Regions from separate parts of the Drosophila melanogaster genome. Here region 2 is linked to region 1. Evidence: chromatin contacts called from public Hi-C data. All regions are on one chromosome and are shown on one strand. The core of a region is the stretch at or near the end of the contact, and the rest is flanking DNA. Distances in the headings are between cores, read along the strand shown. Region 1 holds the start of lncRNA:CR45298 (long non-coding RNA:CR45298). Region 2 holds the start of Sec24CD (Secretory 24CD).

The links. Hi-C and Micro-C count contacts between places; a contact is called where the count stands out from the background.
Region 2: a Hi-C map of the Kc167 cell line shows a contact between it and region 1, with 3 times the contacts expected there. The contact joins the promoter of Sec24CD here to the promoter of lncRNA:CR45298 in region 1. A contact is called at or near these places in 19 of 107 Hi-C or Micro-C datasets (the D17-c3 cell line, the Kc167 cell line, the OSC cell line and 7 more) and 1 of 6 datasets of contacts at active chromatin or transcription factors (the Kc167 cell line).

The regions. Positions count from the first base shown.
Region 1 is chr2L:2,043,558-2,051,295 of dm6, forward strand. It overlaps lncRNA:CR45298 (long non-coding RNA:CR45298), which reads right to left and starts at 1,824. Exons shown (of 1, transcript NR_124025.1): 1 at 960-1,824. It overlaps Su(dx) (Suppressor of deltex), which reads left to right. Exons shown (of 7, transcript NM_164448.2): 7 at 1-815. Kebab (Kinetochore and EB1 associated basic protein) reads left to right here and starts at 1,937. Exons shown (of 5, transcript NM_164451.2): 1 at 1,937-2,084; 2 at 2,143-2,454; 3 at 2,512-2,661; 4 at 2,871-4,082; 5 at 4,147-4,497. The coding sequence starts at 2,053. The coding sequence ends at 4,020.
Region 2 is chr2L:2,232,897-2,240,392 of dm6, forward strand. Sec24CD (Secretory 24CD) reads right to left here and starts at 3,948. Exons shown (of 7, transcript NM_001272988.1): 1 at 3,412-3,948; 2 at 2,032-3,003; 3 at 1,513-1,972; 4 at 1,339-1,454; 5 at 214-1,081; 6 at 1-151. The coding sequence starts at 3,645. Tengl3 (Testis EndoG-Like 3) reads right to left here and starts at 5,355. Exons shown (of 2, transcript NM_134816.3): 1 at 5,141-5,355; 2 at 4,180-5,078. The coding sequence starts at 5,311. The coding sequence ends at 4,236. Tengl2 (Testis EndoG-Like 2) reads right to left here and starts at 6,488. Exons shown (of 2, transcript NM_164466.2): 1 at 6,296-6,488; 2 at 5,408-6,232. The coding sequence starts at 6,469. The coding sequence ends at 5,450. It overlaps Tengl1 (Testis EndoG-Like 1), which reads right to left. Exons shown (of 2, transcript NM_164467.2): 1 at 7,445-7,496; 2 at 6,518-7,372. The coding sequence ends at 6,575. It also overlaps asRNA:CR44115.

The DNA.
Region 1 (7,738 bases), core at 574-3,073:
TGATATTTCTTACGACCATCTATCTTCAAATGTAATTGTCATACATTTCTTTGGATCCTTGTTTTACGCCGATAAATAAAACCACCTACCGTTTAGCTTCAGCTAAGCCTTTAAGAACTTAAGCACCGCCATTCCCAGAATATATTCAAATTTGAACTTGGGCTTGCTTAGGGCATCCATCCGTTTGGATCACATCAAACTGTCTAGCAATCGCAACTAAATGTTACGTTTTCGCCATAAGATTGCACTCTGATTGCTTCTAGTTCAATTGTACAACGAGCCCCGGCTTGCATGTTTTTAACCACAATTGGTGAATTTATATTGATACGCTCCACTGTAAATAGTTTACTCGACCGAATTCGAATTGTTGACGAGCTGAGTTTGGTGTACTGGCAAACTGTTTTAGCTGTTCAATTGTTTATCGAGCATACACAGAACTTTAAATAGAAACTATATTTTAAATATGTATATCCACACTAACGACGCAGACATCGTGAGAAGTGAGAACTTGAAACACCGCAAACAAACAAACAAAATACGTTAGGATTTTAAACGACAAACACGAGAATACACTTAAACCAATAATGAATTCAAATAGCAATAATTGTTAACAAAACTAAAGGCGATTCGTATATTAACTACGCTACACAAAAGTGCGGACTAAGACAAATCGGATGATTAGGAGGTGCGGCGTATATAGGGTTGATTGTGTACGAGTACATATTAAATATATATATATATATTAAATAGATTTTATTTAGTTTAATGCAATGTGTACTGTATTATATAAAATAAATGCAAAATTATTTAGTGATACACGGCCGATGGATGAAATACTTGATACTTGGCGTTGCTGTGTCGACATTTGCGGTTGCTTTTCGCTTAGTCGGCTGCCAAATCGGCGATGCGGCAATAAATGTAATTATTTTAAGCGCATTTTTGGCCGCCACTTGCATTTTAATGCCCCGCAATTAAAATCTATATCACATATGTAAAAATCGCATTTCCACACCAAACGAGTCTCGTTTCGGTCAGCCAGTGAAATGGCCACTGATAACATCGCCATCATCATCCCCGTCATCATTGCCATCATAACCACCAACATCACTATCGTTATCCTGGGCTGTCTAACCTACATTTTTGCAGCGCCTCCTGGTGGGCGGGCGCTCAAATTTAACAAGCTGCTCCATTATTTATTGCGGTTAAATTGCAAAAACACAGCAGTCAAAACAGGAAAACTACACAGCGTACAGGTGGCGATGCACTGAGAGGATTTTGCTGGTAGATCCTATCAAAATGGTGCTTAAACTATTTTCTGGTTAAATTTGGGGTTCCATCCTTTTGGGGGTATACATATGTGACCATACATTTTTTAAAGTGCTTACTTGGGGGCCCCGCAGATAACACCTTCGCGAAGCTCTGGGGATTGGGGCTATGCTACTGCGGCCCTCTGACTCATGGCTCCGAGCTCCATGTTCCGGACGCCTGGCGGCTCCTCTGCCTCTTCATTCCTGGCTGGCCTCCTGCTGGTTTCTCTTCCGACGCGTGTATTGTTTCGTAATTACGCCGCAAATGGGCGGGGTCGTGGGTCGGCGGACGCGGCACCTTTCGACGCCCACCTGGGAACCTGGGAACCCGTGCTCGTGGTAGGTGCAACCAATTTTCACTTTCATCCATGATTTATGTTCTCACCGCCCGGGTCGCCTTGCCAATGGATGCAGTTTTAAAGTTAATAAAGGTAGCGGTGGGCGCTGCTAGTAATTGCTGGCGAGTGCCACTTATTTTCAGCCGCCTGGTGAATGAGCACGAATCGATTTCACTTTTGGTTTTAAAAAACCGTTTGGTTTTATAATTTAATCGATCCTTTCCCTGCTGCCACAGCTGATCGCCGAGTGCTGCCACTTGTATCCTCTTCTGTGGCAGCGTTGCCAGATGCTGTCATGTCACTTACATCTGAGCATTTGTTGTCACTGGCTTGTTGTTATTGCTCAAATTTAAAAAGTGTAAATATCCTGAGGAAAATTAAAAACACTTACATTAATTGCTTGAAAAATGAGTAGTATGGCTAAATCGCCAGATATGCGGTGGGTTTGGCAACAAGTCCATGTTTTCTCACATACTAATTTCGACATCCTTGCTTAGAACTCCAGGGTGCTGCTCCCCCTTGCGTACAAAGGAATTGCTGGAGAGACAAAGGTCCAGTAGGTGCACCCCCGCAAAAGGATATCTAACCCCACGCAACTGCCAGAGCCCCAAACACCCAGAGATGCGGATACCTTCCATATTCGTTACCGATGCCGACTACGGCTTGGAGCGCCCGAAACAATTGCTACAGCGCCTGGAGCGATCACTATATCGATCTTCCTCTGCTTCCAAAGTACCACCAAAACACTCATTGTTAGCTTCCCAGAACAGGCAGCGGACCTGGGAAGGACCCAAAACACCAGAGTTCCGGTAAAGTGAAATTCCAATGACCCAAGTTCTAATCAACTTCATTGCTATTCTCAGTAGCCGTACCAACAAAACTATACCCGCTTCGGAACCTCGTCCAAGACGTGCTAAGGAACTTCTGGAGGATCTTAGGTCCAAGCATCAAGGAACTCCTGCCACGAAAATTCCGTCCCAGAGGAATCCAAAGGAAAACCAAGAACTTTCAAAGAGGTGTGTTAAGGATATTTCTAAAGGAATTGTGCATTAAAATACCGCTTCCATTATTTAAGTTTTAAAATGCTGTCTATTGAATAGCCAATCAATTCCATATCCCAGTCAATATTAAAATGCTACTAAAAAACAAAAATGGCTTTTGACGCAGCTTTCCCTGCTAAAAACAACCTAGTCGATATCATCTCATGTTTTCTGCTATTTAACAGCCATACATGCATACCATCCTCGGAGCCACAGCCTATCCGTCCAAAATTGATCCTCGAACGGGAGCGCCAGGAGTCTATAACCAATCGCTTGGCATCAACTTCTATTGACCGCCTAAAAACAAAGCCACCAAGGAGTAGCTTTACATCGAGCAGGCTTCTAGTGCCACAGATGGGATTTTCGTACCCCAAGGATCCGAAAAGGCTTCACGAATCCGACAAAGGAATCAAGCTGACCACCTCAAAGCGAAAGTTGGACTTCAAAACTGAGCTGGGGACTGACTGGCTGCGGCGGGAGCTGGAAAAGATTGGCAAGGAATGGCGGAAAAAGACTGACTACCAGTTACGTCAGCTTATCTCGGGTTTTGTGAAACAACTAGTGCGCCTCCTACCCTTTAATGGGATAACATTTTCGCATCTTAGCAGGGATTGCTATGTGCAGCAGATGGTGGAGGCACTGCAGCAGCTGCAGTACACCAAAAAGGTGAACAAAAGCTGGCTTCAAACGCCGAACAGCACACAAGCCATCGCCCATGTGCTGGAATTACTCAATTTCTTGCTGGATGTCCTCGAACATCGAAAAGGAGAAGGCATGTGTGCGCTCCCCGTTGTTTCTGAAAAGCAGAGAATTGAACAACTTGCATCGGCATCTGGTACATCCTATGATGTAATGAGCCTGCAACAGAAGTTTGAAAACATAAAAATAGAGAAAGAAAGATTAAACAATTACCAAGAATCTCTGATGCCGGAATCCCCCGTATCCAAGGACATGGATAAAGTTACGGAGCGCGATGGGAATCAGGACTTCGTCAGACTCCTGGATTTTCAAAAAGAGACCCTCCATGAACTCCAACTGCAACGCCTGCGTCTCCAGGAGTTCTCCGAGCTCGTAAGCCTCGCCAAGATAAAATTAAAACGCTGTTGTAAGGCTAACAAGCAATGCATCGAAGCCTTTAATGACCAAATACAAGACTTGGCCGACTGTGTGGTTTTAAGAAACAGAAATATCGGCCTTCTAACCCAATTACATTTGAACGATAATCCAAAGGAGGAGGAGTTGCACGAACGTATGAAGCAACTGCAGCGGCTGTATGAGGATAATTATTCAAATCTTCTACAGCTAAACATTAAGCCGCCCCAGGGAAGCCCTTAGGCGAACATAAGCCACATCCCTCATTGAATGCCAGTTAATTTAAGCAAATATTTGCGTGTTGCGTAAGTTGAACACCCGAACCCACCGTCTAAGCTCCTGGCTTAGTAGTCCTCCTGTATTTCACAGATTTATTTAATTGAATTTATCAACTGAAAGTCTCGGCAACATCCTGGCCTGGATTTAAGTTCGTGTAATTGACATTTAAATGAGTCATCGGCAGCCTGGCTACACTAAGTCAATGGAAATAGCTGCAAAGTTAAGCAGCTTAGCTTTGATTTGCCAAAATATTTTAAATTGCACTACCATTTCATTGGTATATTTTGAGTTTTCCATTCGTTATTTAAAGTTGCCATTATTGTCATACCAATGTATAGATTCCATATCAAGCGGAATAAATAATACTTAAGGAGTCACTTTCATTTCGTAGCCAAATGGATTTTGTGAAATATTAACCATTAAAAAAAGTTGTATCAGTATAATTGACACATTTTTGGATAAGGTATTGAACTAGTTTTAGAGTAGCTGCTAGACAGAAGGCTAAGTTGTGCAAGACTTGTGGATTGGCATTAATTTAGAGGTCCTGCAGCAAGGACGTCCTCTAACAAGGGGAAGTGGCCGGGTGGGTGGCGGGCGTGCGTCTGTGTGCGTGTGCATATGCGTGTGCTGGGGCTAGATTTATAATGCGTTTGTGTTTGTGCCCCGGAGTGGAACTAATAATCTTATTACTCAACTGGAAGAGATGCAAGGCAGCAGCGTCAGTCCTCGGCACGAGTATAAACTTGGAAACTATGACCGCACCGCACCCACAAACGGAGCTGTGCAATTAAACAGTGAACTGCATAAATTATTCCTCGGCAACGAAATGTTTAAAGCCCGCCTGCGAATCCAAATCCCGCCAGCCGAGCAGGCAAGTGTAATAAAATACATGAATTAGTGTAATGGAAATGCGAATTCCTAGGACAAACAATGCCAAAATTTCGAATGCAAATTCCCCAGCCAAGAACAACACACAACAAGCTGAATTTTGCGCAAATTAAACAATAACAACACGACGCCACTGGGGCAAAAAGCACATACACCTAAAGTGCAGAAATGTGTGGGGGGACAGAAGAGCCAAGGAGGAGTTGTCCAAGTTCCAAGATTATGCGATGGAGTACTTACTCCAGGGCCGACCTGGAAATAGTTATCTGGCCCACATCGTGTGTCATAACGTGTACTGTAGCTCCAACTGCGTGTGCTTGGCTTGGCAGCACCTTTAAAACTTGGCTCCCAGAGTCAGGCCAAAACAATTACGGCTGGAAAATAGCAGTCGGGTGGGTGGTGGGCGGTGCTGTCTCGTACATTATTTTCCTTCATAAAACAAACACTCATCCACCTCGCGCACCAGCCAAACCAGTCACTCACAAAGGAGCAGCATCCGCATCCAGTACTGACAGCTTCGCTGGAGTGAAATAATCGCATATCGTAAACTTTGACTTCCAGCTAATGAAGAATTGCGGAGCCCGAGCCCGGAAAAGCTGCAATTGAGTTAATTAGCCGAGCAGCGAACTTCCAGCAAATGGAAAGTGTCGTGGGGCTGTGGCAGTGGGAGCTCCTTTCAAGGTATTTATATTTGCTACTTAAGCAAATTGGATTTTATTTAGTATAGGAAGCAATACAAGTATCTATTGTCCATTAAGTCGACTTACAGTTGTTCATAAATTCCTATTCAAATCTTACGCTACACCATGCAAATGCATAATTCACCCACCCTTATTAAGTCACAATTATCGAGTGGTCACTGTACTATCTCTATGTTCATGCGAAAACTTTCGAACTCGTTCGATTGTCGAACAAACAAAAGAAATTCACTCTGCGATTTTTAAGAGAAAAACGCTTGAGCAAAGAAAGAATTGCCGAAAATCAAAAGGCACTATTTCTTCGACATCCTTTGCTTTTTTTCTCCCAGGCACTAATGGAAAGTAGCGACTGTTGTTGATATTTAATTTCAAACAGGACAACGCGCGGGGATTCCCCGTGCTTTAAGTTGAAGTGCGGCAGCTTTAATTTGGAAATCGCCCGGCGGAAGTGAATAAAATTTGTATGCGCAGCGGTGGTAGCCACTGGATGATGACTCGCCGGCTGAACTGTTTTCTATGTGTCCTCCGGTTTAGCTGCCACTCCCAGCGAAAAGGGAAAAACGTCAAGTGCAGCGTGACCAAGTCCACGTCCGCCAATCCCCCCAATCCCGCCCATTTCCCCCAATCCAGTCGAGTCATGCGATTGTAATATTTATGCAGTTTGTGCAACGTTCGCTATATTTGACAGTTGCTCTTCCGCTTGGCTGTAGGAACTCTGGGCCACATCCTTCCAGCCAGCATTACTGTAATGAGTCCAGTTGCGCCGGAAAACCATTTGATGCCAATGCTAGTTTAGCCCAATACTTAGATAATACAAAAATATGATCATAGAATTATCTGAATTAGAATCAATACGTTCACTTTGTTATCCCATTGCAAATATATATTTCTACTTCGAATGGAAACTCTGTTTTCAAGTCTTACTAGCTATATCCTTAAGCAAGGACATGTTTTGTACCATAGCTCGGTCTTTAAACTTGTATTCCTAGTAATTTCTATCGACCTTTTCGCCTTCGCGGCAGTGCATTAAAGTTTCGTTGTGGCGCGTGTAATTGTTATTGCTCAATTTTTTTGCGCATTTCAGCGGTTTTCGGCTCTAGGAAGTTGCTTGCTTAGTCGGGCGTGCAGCAAGGACGAGGGGCGGGTGGGGACAAGGATGAGGATGGCCAGGACGATGCTGCAGCAGGTGGCGCGTGCGTTTGCTCGAACGGCAATTGCATTATCAGTAAATTATATCTGCGGCGGTCCGTGGCCCCCATTTGCCGACTCTTCCCTTTCCCAGCGCCGACATGTTGGCCATGTTTACGGGTTGCCTGCGGCCATGTTTGCCAGCTCCTGCGACTCCTGGCTGCTCCTGCTCCTGCTCCTACCCATGCCTGCACCCATTGTTGTTCAGCCGGATCCTGGTCTGTTGTTGCTGCTTGTTTGTGAACCATTTTCGGCGCTTTCCTGCTGATTTATGCAAAACTGTGGCATTTTTCAATTGCATTTTACACTCGTCCTGCAAGTTTCGCCACCAGCTCCGGATCCTGCCTCCGTGCTCCAGGACTCCGGGGTCCTGTTTCCTTTCGCTTGTTTGTGTTGTACAATTTTCACACATTTGTGCAACTTTTGCCACCGAAATGTGCAACACATTTGCCCCGTCTGTTCCATCTGGAGGAGCAGCATCTTCACAGGACCCGCTTGCCTGTCTGCCTGCCTGCCAGCCACGCCCACCGACCGCAGCCGCCGCCCCTCGTCCTGGCACTCAACTGCATTTTATTGCCACAGATACAGATGCGAAAGTGTGTGTGTGTGTGTGTGTTAGGGATCCGTGTATCCACGATATCCACGCTCGGTTTTGCGCATTTAATGCCAAGTTATAACTTTCACGTGGGTTGCTTTAGTAGTTTTCACCCAGATGCAGATGCCCTGAGACCCGTGCCCCTTGGCCCCCCGTAGAAGCTGCCCCTGAGTTACGTTGCCCCATAAAAAGCACCCGGCGGGTAGTAAGTGTCACTTATGCATAGAAGATTTGCGATGCATTTTTCAATGTTTAATAAACATAATTTCAGCGCAGTTTATCATGTGACAAGCGCATAAAATCTGCTGCGTTTATG
Region 2 (7,496 bases), core at 2,698-5,197, 190 kb after region 1:
GTTGTTGTAACGCGCAGAGCAAGGTTAAGAATTCGCAGACGCCTTTGGCCGCTGCACGAGGTGTACAAGAGTGCGACTTGAAGGTACACGTTCTCTTCTGGTGCCAGCTTGTCGTCATGCTTGATCTCAATGCTTATCGACTTGGTGGCATCTGGAAATCGAAAGGAATATTATTAACATATATAAAACCAAAATGTAGCCGTGATTGCATACCAATACTGGCCAGCTCCACATCAGTTGTATTGGACATGAAGAAGTGACCATAAAACTCCGTGGGTCGAATGCCAGCCGATGTCCGCACCCTCATCACCGCGTCGAAGGCGATCGGTCGCGATACGTTCTTAATGATATCCTGTATTAGTCTCTTGCCATCCACGTCCGCCTGGAAGTAGGTGTACTTGAACACCTCTCCACCAGTCAGCCGAGAAACCTGCCCAATCGTGGCCAAGTCGATGTAGGCGTTGTTAAACACGAATAAGTCCACGGAGCAACCCTGCTGGACGCACTCCTGGCCCAGTGTGTTATATGCAGTGGTTTGTGGAGTGAGTACGGTTTTCTCCTTATCAGTTCCCAGAAGCTTCCGATCATCGCGATTCTTTAGCTTGCCAGGCGCCTCCGCGATGGGTAGCGTTGAGTTAAACACCAGCAGTTTTCCAGCTGCATTCGATGCCTTCAGTGCCTCCAAACCCGCTTGAATGGCAGGGTACAGAATCGTTTCGGTTTCCTTGGTGTCGGCAAACATACGAGGGATCTCTTCCATCAGAGCATCGATTACAGCAGCCGACTCTTCTGGGTGGCACAGGAATCCATCCAGCAGGGGCATGAACATCTCCTGGACATCGCCCACAACCATCATTTGCGGCTGGGCCAGACTGCTCTTGATATTGTAGAAATGCACGGTGCTGTTGTACGTGATGAAGCCCACCCGCACCTTGGATTTGTCTTGACCCTGGTCGACAGGCAAATGCTTGAGTATGTTCTTGATCTGGGAGCAGAGCAGATGAACCAGTCCCGACTTCACGGTGTTGTAGGAGACGTCGATGATGAAGATAAAGGCGGGAACCTCCGGGGGAGTATTGTTCTGCGGCAAAGGGAAATAATTAAAAATCAGTTTAGTGTGTATCTACTCTAAAAATGATTATCATTAAAAACAACCGAGACAAATTTTCATTCTGTGGAAATACATGATCTATTAACAAACATGCCATATGTTCAACATATTTATTGGAATATGTTCAGAAAAGCTGTTCCATTTTCAAAAATAGCTATTTTTAAAAGCACCACATTTTGGTGTCTAGAAATATTATTAGTAGTATTTCCAATATATGTATAACTTACCCGACAGTAATCCTTGGTGGCCAGAAACTCGTAAGTTCCCAGCAGTAACTCAGGTCTTTCATGCTTGTCCACACGCTGTCCAGTGTGATCCAGGTGCTGATAGTAGTTCTGATGAACTGCAAAATAGTTCAACATTTAATTAAGGCATCATTAATTGCGCCCAAGATCGCTTACCTTCCGAAGTTACTTTGCACATCAGGCACTGGAATCGGCGGCCGGCATCCACGAACTGCATGTTGGGCGACATGTACGCCTTACACCTGTTGCAACGAATTGGTCCCATTTCGCCGAAGTTCACAATCGGTGGCTCCATTTCCCCCTCGCCAACTTTGGCCAGCGGCGAGATGTTCAATGTCAGGGGTAGAGCTGTGGTCTTCAAAAGATCACCCGTGTTGGGGATGCAATAGAGCGAGGAGCGCAGGAAGCGGGGTGAAGAGTTGCCTTGGTCGTGAACCACGAATTTGGTGGTCACCAATGGAGGCAGCAATCCTGGCTGGTTGGTCACAAACGGTCCTCCAGACAATCGCTGGTTCTCAATCATCACCTGGATGGGATTGGGCATTTGATCGGGATCAAGGCGTCGTGCCTGCGGAGCCTGTTGATACATATTTCCTGCTCCTGGCATGGGAGGTTGCTAAAATAGTTATAAAGCAATTAGTTAAAACCTTGTTACAAATAATAATCATGACTTACATTAAAGCCAGGACGTCCTGGCTGACCTGGAAAACCGGCACCTGGCTGAGGTGGATATCCTGGTCCTCCTAGTTGCTGTCCCGGTTGTGGCGGATATCCTGGCATCGGCTGCTGACCGGGTTGTGGGGGATAGCCCGGTTGCTGGCCCGGATAACCAGGTTGTGGAGCTCCGAATTGCGGCGGAGCAGCTGCTTGCTGACCTGGAAGCGGTGGAGGTGCTCCAGGGAAGCCTCCGGGAGCCTGACCTGGAAAGCCACCTGAATATCCGCCTTGTTGGGGAGCTCCGTAAGGCGCTCCTGGTTGCGGAGGCAACCCGGGTTGGGATAGTGGTGGCAGTCCAGGCTGCTGTGGGGGAAATCCCGGCTGCTGCTGTGGTATCCCTGGCTGCTGCAATGGCGGGATTCCCTGCTGCTGCTGAGGTGGCAATCCGGGTTGCGTGTAAGTTGGAGGAGTGGCTCCAGGAGGTAGCTGGGGTTGACCCGGTCGTGAGCTCGGTACTCCATACGGACTTGGGGCAGGCTGGGATGTGGGAATCTGACCGGAAAAGGGTGGCTGTCCGGGAAGTGGCGGTTGTCCGGGTAGAGGCGGCTGAGAAGTAGATCCAGCTGCTGGAATCGGAGGCTGACCAGGTGCTGCTCCCGGCGTTGCCGCTTTCGGTGGCGGCATGTGCGGCAATCCCGCCAAAGTGGCGCTGTTCAAGCTCATCTGATTAATCCCACTGGCCACGCTTTGTGGAGTACTGCTGGGCGGTAGGGCTCCGTTGACATAACTTCCAGCTTGCGTCGGTGGTGGAGCACCGAATGCAGCATTGTTGTTGTTGGTCGGAGGAGGTGCTGCATTAGAGTTAAACTGATTGAAACCGGTTGGCGGTGGTGCCGCAGCAGCGGGAGCTCCTTGGGGGAGTGGTGGCTTCAGGGGATTGGCCCCACCGACACCGCCACCCACACTCAAACCTCCCATCGACGTGGCCAACTGCAAGAGAGAATGTTTTTTTTTTTTTTTTATTAATTTCACTTCATTTTTCTTATCTACAAGCTCAGCTTCACTCTTCTATTATGAAATCACGGATGACCTCTTTTACTGAATGAAGTGCTCGCAGCCGAAATTTCTAAACTTAAAAATACTGTCTTGGTTTAGGTATTCCTGTGCGTCATTGAGATACTTCCCATTGAATATCTGTATATCAAGGTGGCCAATTGGTTCAAAAGAGTAACGTAATTCTGCAATGCTTTTCAGATTCTAACCCTATTCTTATTATCGACTAGCTCAATAGGCTATTGCCAGAATGAAGCTGAAGGGAATACACATATATTTGACGTGTGCAACCGGATTGTCTTCCGATTCTCGTCAAAGCTGCCATGGTTAAGGCTATCTATTCACCTGCTGCTGGTAGTTGCCATTGAGGTAAGGCTGGGATGCCGCCGACGTTGGTGGTGGTGCTCCGTACTGTGGTTGTTGTTGCTGCTGCTGCGGAGGCAGTTGTTGCTGCGGCGGCTGCTGCTGCGGTAGTTGTTGTTGCTGCGGTGGCCAACCTCCGGAATTCGGAGGAGGAGCCCCAAACTGGGGTTGCTGCTGGAACTGCGTGGGCGGTGGCCCGTACATATTCGGATTCATTTCTGGCCCGGATTAATCACCTGGGTTTTAGCGGAGAGGGTCGACGCTAAGCCAACAAACAACTTTCACGGAAAACGAAGAGAAAACACACACGGATTGGCTCAAAGTTCGCCACGGCGATTTAGCAATTTCGGGGGCTGCTCGGCCTGATTCCTGACCACTGACTCCTCGATTTTGGCCACTCGGTGTTGGCCTCAACTCTCGACGGCCGCGGCGGACGATCGCTGGTTGAAAAACAAGAATAATTTCGAGCTAAACGAACTTCCACGTCAGTTCCCTAATTCGATCTTTTTTGCTCTTTTTGCCTTGCCACGTAAGCTATCGGTAATCGGCAGTGGAAAATCGAATGTCAATCGATTGTGCTCTTTCGGCTGCCATCGCCGAATCGATAATCGTGTTGAACTTAACAGCGCTGCTGTTAGCGAACAGCTGCGAGTTATGTTATGTGTAAGGTGGTGCAATAGAATGCAGTGACGTCATTAAATACGTTGGGTTAAAATAAATAAGTGAATAAGATATAATCAAAGTACATTTAAAATAAATATGTATATTTTCACAATTTTATCAAAATATTCCTTACATTCAGGGGTTTATATTAAATTTAATTTCTGGTCGGGAGGAAATGTTACCAAAGGCTCAGAAATTTCCTCCAACCTGCCGGCCCAAGCCCTGGTGTCCACCGTAAATGAGTCCTTCCCGAATTGGACTACGGGTTGCATGATCTTGTTAAATCGCAGTCCTGTGTAACGCTCTATTTCGCCTACTTTGACGCGGTGGTCATTCAACTTGCCGCCAACCCTTCGGCTGTTTTCGATGATAAATGCTTCCATGAAGGGTTGGGATCCCGGAACTCCACTCTCCACGATTAATACCTTAAAGAAATGGGATGGCACTGGTATCGGAATCCAGTCAAACACCTCATACTTCATGGTCCATTTGCCAATCTCGTAACATGTTGGGGTGTATATCGGCCCAGTGTAGGCGTACACTGAGCCAAACTCCTTGGCCATGCTGGACACGTAGTTCTCCAGATCGTTCCAGATTTTCCGCTTGAACGCCTTGCATATGCTCATCGAACCGCAGCTCAGCACATACACATCATTGTAGCGAAGATTCATGGTGCTATATCCGCCTCCATCCGACGATACCCTTTGATAATCCCCACGGAAATGCTCACAAATCCATCTGACGCCGTTCGTGCGCAGGTCCTGCGAAACCACGTAGTCCTTATGGACGTACAAGTTCTCCGTGCTGGGCAGTCCATACTTGACTAGGTCGAGCAGATCAGTTGTGGTTGCCGAATCCCATTTCAGCGTCACAGTAGCACTAACTAAATCGAGGATCGGTGATAATACCAGCTCCCTGAATTTGTCGGCCCATGAAGTAGGACGATTCCACAAACGGGCCTCATGGTCTGTCCCAAAGGTGGATAACTTGTGGGAAAATATTAGAATTAAAATCTTACAAACATTTCTAACTTTTTCATATCGCTCACCATCGGATATAACTTGTGACGATGATGGTAGACATAGGGATCCCTTCGAATCTGCTGGAGCAGCTGCCTTATGGACGCCTCTTGTTGGACAAAGGCTCCACACACAAACCCGGTTACTCCCGCAAGGGCACATAAAGCCCACTGATGAACATTTGATTCGCTAAAGGACATAAGTGGGCCTTACAATAATTTCGTGTAGTGTTTCTTTGATGAAGTGTGTAATGTAACAATTTGTCGATATGTCAGTCGGAAGAAGATAGCCTGCTTGCAGTTAAGTTAAATATATATTTAACGATTGGGATCCCTCCACTAACTGAATTCGCGAAAAACTCGAGATTCACTTGGATAATTGCTGCCGAATAGGGCACTCCTTCTCAAACCATCGAAGAACTTGAGACCTGCGTAGTGCTCAATCTCCCGGATGTCGCAGAGAAACGATCGTAGTGGCAGACCATCTGGTATTGGAGCATTGGGCAGGACATAGCCCTCCATATAGGGTTTACCCAGGTGCAGTTTTGATTCCACCATGATCACCTTGAAGAAGTGCGTCGGAACTGCAACCATATTCAGTCCGATCATCTCGTACTCCACGGCCCACTTACCTCCCGGTCTTTGATTGGGCTTATATAGTGGACCAGTACACACGAAAACGGATCCAAATCGGTGGACCAGATTTCGAACATATTGTTCCAAGTTGTTCCACGCGCTTCGGTTGAAGCCCTGGCCCACTTGTGGGGCAATATTCGTTAGGAAAAACGTATCCTCGCAGTGATTCTGTTGCAGATGGTGATTTCCTGCGGCTGCCAAGTGTCCTCGGTCGAATCCAGATCTCCGATAGTCGCTCAGTTCCGATCGGAAGTTGGAGGGAACACTCAAATCCGGCTGGTATGGGTTGCGACCACGTCTGCCTCGATTCGGATGTATGCTGTCCGCCTGGAGGTGCTCGCACACCCAGTGGGCCACTCGGTTTCGGCGATCGTAGGATAGTACGAAGTCACTATACAGACGCAAGTCATCCAGGCCAGGGAACCCAAACTTCATGATCTGCCTCATCCGGTGATCGTCTTCATTATTGCTCTCAAAGAAAGTAAACTGGTTAGGGAAATTATTTTGGTGCAAGTGTTACTTATATTCTTTTACTACAGTATTGGTTACCACTTCATAAATTTTGGGACTGAGATAGTAGGCATAGGGATCCGTTTGTATTAGTTCCCGCAGGCGTTTTCTGGCATCTGTGTGCTGAAAATACATTCCACCCACGAAGGATGCACAGAGCGCAGTCACTCCCAGGACGAAACCCAGTCCCAGGAGCTGCCATTTTCGGTCCATGAAATGGGCTCTGTGAATTACCCCTCAAAAGCAAATAAAACATTGTTTATCTGAAGGATTTCTCATGGCCATCATTGTCTCCTTCAACATATATGTATTTATATTCTATTTTGGAGAAATACTTGATGTGAGGGCACTGTGACTGTCTAAGGCATTAGTCATCGGCAACGTTAACGGATTTGTTAAAGGACCGTTTACTGAGGGGACAAATGAATTTGATGCTTGGGTGTTGACAAAGTTGCGGTCGAGTCCTTCAAAGAACCGTAGACCAGTAGCGTTTTCTATTTCCCGGACATCGCTGAGAAGCGTCTTCAGTTCGACATTGTTGTTCAGCGGAGAGTTGGGCATCACATAGGCCTCCGCATAGGGAATGGTATCGCCCGCGAACTTCTTATCAATGACCAGGATCTTGAAGAAATGGGTGGGTACGGCCACCATGGTTCTCTCCTCCGACTGGAACTCCAGGAACCAACTGTTCGACTTTAGCTCCCGGGGCAAGTAAATTGATCCGGTGTAGGCATACACGGTTCCATGTCGTTGACTCATCTCATGGACGTACTGCAGCAGTCGATCCCAGACAGTGAGATTGAACCCTCTGTTTAGAAAGGGCCTAATGTTGGACAGGAAAAATACCCTGGCTGCCTCCGACTGTCCAAATGCTCCAGCTGGAGCCACGGATGTGGAATCCCCGTAGACGACGCGATTGGACAGATCTACCCGCTCGCACATCCACAGAATCGCAGAGTTTCTTCGATCGAAAGAGGTCACAAAGTCAAAGGTCTCATTTATGGTGATATCATTGGTGCTGGGGAAGCCGTACTTCATGATCCCGCCCAGCTTGTGGCAGTCATCGGTATCCACGTCGAATTCTGAGTTATCAGGGCGCACAGCGAAAATTCCCAGCTATAGATATGTTTAAAGGGAGTAGAGTTCGCTAATATATATATTATCTGAATCCTTAATCTATTTCCTTACCAGTGCGTACAGTTTCCTTCTGATAAAGTAGGCATGTGGGTTTCGTTGCTCC